Regions from separate parts of the Ovis aries genome. Here region 1 is linked to region 2. A link is a contact called in public Hi-C data. All regions are on one chromosome and are shown on one strand. The core of a region is the stretch at or near the end of the contact, and the rest is flanking DNA. Distances in the headings are between cores, read along the strand shown. Region 1 holds the start of PRR14 (proline rich 14). Region 2 holds the start of DCTPP1 (dCTP pyrophosphatase 1).

Region 1 (2,700 bases), core at 17-2,516, 160 kb after region 2:
AAGGCACATCTTCAGAGACCGAAAGCAGATTAGGGTTGCCAGGAGCTGAGGGAGGAGAGAATGAGGAGTGATAGCTGAGGAGTTTCTTTCTGGGGTTATGAAAATGTGCTTAGTTGATTGTGGTGATGGTTTCATAACTCTAAATATACTAAAAAAAAACACCCCACACCATTGAATTGTACAGTTTAAACGGGTGAATTATATGGTGTGTGAATAATATCTCAATAAAGCCGTTAAAAAACAAAACTATGTCTTGCCTGGAGAATCCCAGGGACGGGGGAGCCTGGTGGGCTGCCCTCTCTGGGGTAGCACAGAGTTGGACGCGACTGAAGCGACTTAGCAGTAGCAGCAGCAGTCATAGACATAGCAAGATGATCGTGGTAAATAATTATAAAAGGCTTCGTAGACACTCTAGGACAGCCCCTCCCCAAGCTTCAGCTCACTACGCCCCCTGTTCCTCGGGCATTTTGCCCGGTTTGAGTAATCCGCTTCTGGGGCTCCCGTCTAAGAACTCGCTTAATTAGGTACTCTGTGAATAGACGAATAAAGGGAGACCACGAAAGGCCCTCACAGAGTGCCCCCAGGTGGCCATAGGTCTCTACATCACTTTCGGTAAAGAGCCTTCTGCGCCTCAGATTTCACTTCTCCAAGACTAACTCTGCCGCGGCGGTAAAGCTAAACAGCTCACAGCCTCCTTGGCGGGATCCAGGCTCTGGGCTTCAACTGCGGAACGGTGCTGGTGCGGCGGGCTTGAATTCTTCCAGTCCCCAAGTCCTGGATGCCCCAATCCAAGGGCCACTCTCTTTTCCGAGCCAAGGAGCACTGCCCTGCTAGACCCGGCGTCTGAGTCGGCCCGGATCTGGCTACAAGTTGGGGCCAAGCTGCGGCCAAAACAGAGGAATCATAGCGTCGTGGGTCACTCTAGGACTCAACAGTGAACAAAGGCATCGGAAAATGCCCTAAGAGAATATGGCGGCGACTGCCTTCACAACCATCATTCAAATACAGTCGGAAGCTAGTCATTCGTTTCCTTCAGATGATCTTATCAAATAAGAGCCAGCTCCAAATATTTAGCTCCAGCTCTTAATACTCCTAACCCATTGGTGCTTGCGGAGATTAGCTTGAGGACGTGTCTTCTGACAATGCCCAGTGATTGGACTGTTTACATCACTGAAATAACGAAGTCCACGCTGATTGGCCTCCTGGGCCAGACTCCAGGACGCTGTTGCTAGGTAACGCCTGACAGAGGGCCAGGTTCTCAGGTCTGCAGCAGGAGTCCCCAGGAGGTTACTAATGCAGGGAGCCCAAACTGATCAGCGCCCTCTGGGAGATTCTACGTCGACTCTTTCTGTTCTGCTGACCCCCAAGGCCTCAGAGAGTGCGTCCTGACAGCAAAATGAACTGGGTTCCTGTCCTGAGATATGCCGGTTTTATGGAACTGAGCACCTTTGTGGAATTTCTACATTGTTCCAGGTGCAAAACAGTCTTCTCATTGGAATCATCTAACTCTGAGCAACGCTCCATGTGAGGTCAGGGAGTGTGGTCCCTGTTAAAGACTCTTTGCAACCCCAAGGACTGTAGCCTGCCAGGCCCCTCTGTCCATGGGATTTTCCAGGCACGAGTACTGGAGTGGGTTGCCATTTCCTTCTCCAGGGGATCTTTCCAACCCAGGGGTCGAACCCAGGTCTCCCGCATTGCAGGTGGACGCTTTACCGTCTGAGCCACCACGGAAGCCCTATTTAAGAATAAGATTTTTTTAAAAAAAAGAACATTGAGACTGGGTGACTGGTACGCAGGTCTATCTGGCTCCAAGTCCAGTGCTCTTTCTGACCTAATCACTAGGGCTTTTCCTTCTGAGACATCTTGGCCCCGAGACTGTCCATTTCTTGACAGTCTTGTCATAAAGTCCCTGACAGACTAGCTGGACTTCAGTGACTTACAGAAGAGCCCCCTTCCCTTTTCTCCACCGCTCTGACAGCTGAGTGGGCAAAGTCAGAATTTAACCTGAGCATCTAATAACTATAGTGAAACAAGAAAAACAACCCACACCGTGTGCCAGCAGCTGTGCGGTTTGGTGGTTTAGTCGCCAAGTTGTGTCCGACTCTTGCGACCCCATGGACTTTCCGAATGGGGGCGCTCAAGCGCAGTCGAGTTAGAACCTCTTTACTGTAACATTTGTGTGTGCTATGTCGCTTCAGTTGTGTCTGACTCTTTGCGACCCCATGGACTATATAGCCCACCAGGCTCCTCTATCCATAGGATTCTCCAGGCAAGAATAATAGAGTGGGTTGCCATTTCCTTCTCCAGGGGATCTTCCCGACCCAGGGATTAAACCTACGCTTCAGGCGGCTCCTGCCTTGCAGGCAGATTCTCTACCGCTGAGGCACCGGGGAAGCCCAACACTGCTAAATTAAGGAACAGCAATAGAATCCAATGTATCTGGTTTTGAAGCCCATGTATCCTAACCATTCTGCTGTACAGCTACTCCTGGCACAGCAATTTCTCAAAAATATTGAAATAATGGGGAAAAAATTTGTTTGCTTTCCCCTTTTACTGGCTACTGGGCTACATTTTCATCACCTGTCCACCTAGGACAAATTCATGCCAACCAGGTTGTTGTCCTACTGTTCTGCTAAAGGAATTCTCTCCAGTCCTGCCAACCTCTTTGTTAAAACACTCTGCCGCTTTCCTCCAGTGGCT
Region 2 (2,700 bases), core at 150-2,649:
TGGGTACTTGAGACACACCAGAGAACAAGACAGATACAAAACCCTTGCCCTTTGTCAAGAAGCTCACACTAAAGGAATCCTACCTTGTCGCTGAATTCCTACATTCTCACTGAATTTAACTCGCCCTTTTCCATCTCACTACCTTTGCAAATGTGGTTCCCCCTCTCTGGAATGCCTTCTATAGAAGATCAGCCTTTCTACCCCAGAGGCAGAGGTAAAGGAAGGTTGCCACCACCCCTTCTCAGACCTGGATCTACCTTGCTGTTTTTACACCTTTCTCTCCCAGGAGACTGGGAGCCCCTAGAGGGCAGCGGACCCATAAGTCATCTCTCTAAATGCCCAGCAACCAGGTACAGAAGAGCTTGGCAGTGAGGAGCGGAAACTGGATCCATGGATATTTGATGGTCAAATGAATCCTCCCCTCCCCTCCTCAACACAGACTCTTCCAGAGAGCCTGTCATCTACTCACAAGAGCTCTGCCAGCTCCCCCACTTCCCCCACCAAGGCAAGGAGGAGGTTCCGAGGCTGATGGAACTGCTCCCAGTCTCGTTCAGCAGCGAACTCAGCATGGAGGCGGCGGCTGGAATGGGAGAAAGAGGTGGAAGTCCAGGTCCAAGGTTAGGGGTTGGGGGAGGAGATGCGGGGCCCTGGCAGGTACTCAGTGAGATGCAATGGGGGCATGCGAGTCAGAGGGGATTCTGCAACTAATTCTTTGGATGGCCTAAACAGGTCATCTCTTTTTTAAAGGATGTGGTTTTCTCATCTGTAAAATGGGTGCATCCTTACACAGACCCTAAACTATCGAAATCTAATAATACCCTCGTTTTCATTGTTCCACTTCCTGTTGCTGCTTCTACAGTTTTCCTCCACCTGGAATAACCCTGTCTCTGCATATCTAAATCCTATTGATTTTACGGAATGCAGCCCCAGGACACTTCCCCCAAGAAGCCCTCTTGGATTTCCTCTAGAAAGAAATGTCTTCGACGTCTCAACACTGCATTTGCTCCCATCCTACCTCCCGCTCCTGGAGGACAGAGGCAGGGCAGAAGCATCACCGTACTCCGGCATGTCCCCTGCCTCAGATGTGTATAGTTAAGCCCATTTTGCAGAGGAGAAGGTTAGAAGTTCGCCTGGGGTCAGCCCCCAGAACTAGAACCTGAGCACAGCTGCTAGCCTTTCTTTCCGAACACGTGGAGGGACCCTACCCGAAAGGAGGGAGTAGGGGCGATCTACCCAGCTCAGGCTGGGCAAGGACGGCTTACATGTCCTCCAGCGTTGGTTCCGAGCTGAAGCTGAAGGGGCCGGTAGCGGTAGTGCTCTCTCCTCTGGCACCTCCACGAATCTCTTCATTCGCGGACATGCCGCCCACCGAGCTGCAGCGGGGACCGTCAGGGAGAACCAGCAGCCAAGCTCAGAGCCCCCGCCTCCAGAGCCCCTGACCAATCACAGGCGTTTGTGATTGCCTCACAGGGGCGGAGCCAAAGGAAAGACCAGTTACTCATGTGGAGTTAGCTAAATCCCTCCCCTTACCCGGACTGGACCAACCTGAGAGGCCTTCAAGCGGGTGTTCTTTGGCTCTCGCCCCTGAATTCTTGAGTCTTGACCAAAAACCTTAAAGATATAGGTACCGGATTCGACCAGGGGAAGAGACAAAGGGCAGAGAGCGGAGAGCGCAGGCGCGTCATTTCCCTTTGGGGCGCCAGATGGCACCAAAGCGAAATGACAGTTCCGGGAGCCTCGTGGCGAACCCCAGAAACGAATGGTTTAAAGGAGAGAGGAGAGTTTATTAAAACGATACAGGAATGTCTCCAGGATAAAACTGAGCCTGAGGAATGAACTGGAACTAGGGTTGTTCAGTCGCTCAGTCGTGACCGACTCTGCGACCCCGTAGACTGCAGCATGCCAGGCTTCCCTGTCCTTCACTGCCTCGAAGTTTGCTCAAACTCGTGTCCTTTGAGGACTTCTCTGTAACCTAAAAGGTGAACAATCTGCCTGTAATGCCAGAGACCAGGGTTCGATCCTTGGATCTGGAAGATCCTCTGGAGAAAGGAATGGCAATGCACTCCAGTATTCTTGCCTGGAGAATCCCATGGACAGAGAAGCCTGGTTGGCTGCAGTCTGTGGGGTCGCAAAGAGTCGGACACGGCTGAGCCACTAAAACACACACACACACACACACACACACACACACGTCCATTGAGTCGATGATGCCATGCAACCATCTCATCCTCTAGGGGAACTAGGGAAGCTGTTTCAATTTTACATATTTAATCCTCACAGCCTTTCATTCAGTCCTCAAATCAGCCCTCTGAGGTAGTTAATATTATAGTCATCATCTCCGTTTTACAGACACAGAAACTGAGAGATTGAGTAATTTAACTCTACAGCTAGTTAAGTGGTAGCCAGGTTACAAATTTAAGCAGTTTGGCTTCAGAATCTGGGTTAACTCCTACACTGCTGCTACTGCGGCTGCTGCTAAGGCGCTTCAGTCGTGTCCGACTCTGTGCGATCCCATAGACGGCAGCCCACCAGGCTCCCTCGGCCCTGGGATTCTCCAGGCAAGAACACCGGAGTGGGTATATTGTCTCAAATGGTGATAAGTACTATGGTAGATAGTAAGATAGAAAGGACCTGGATCCTTGATAACATTGCTGAGCCACTTATTTTAAAATAGGTTACAGAGATGCCCTGATTTAAGAC

Evidence for each region. A called contact is a pair of places that touch in the nucleus more often than the background predicts.
Region 1: a contact with region 2 is called in a Hi-C map of tail adipose tissue, with 6 times the contacts expected there. The contact joins the promoter of PRR14 here to the promoter of DCTPP1 in region 2. A contact is called at or near these places in 3 of 16 Hi-C or Micro-C datasets (blood and tail adipose tissue).

What each region holds. Positions count from the first base shown.
Region 1 is chr24:27,281,525-27,284,224 of ARS-UI_Ramb_v3.0, forward strand. It overlaps PRR14 (proline rich 14), which reads left to right and starts at 1,267. Exons shown (of 11, transcript XM_027961457.3): 1 at 1,267-2,700.
Region 2 is chr24:27,119,387-27,122,086 of ARS-UI_Ramb_v3.0, forward strand. DCTPP1 (dCTP pyrophosphatase 1) reads right to left here and starts at 1,400. Exons shown (of 3, transcript XM_004020904.6): 1 at 1,263-1,400; 2 at 470-580. The coding sequence starts at 1,360.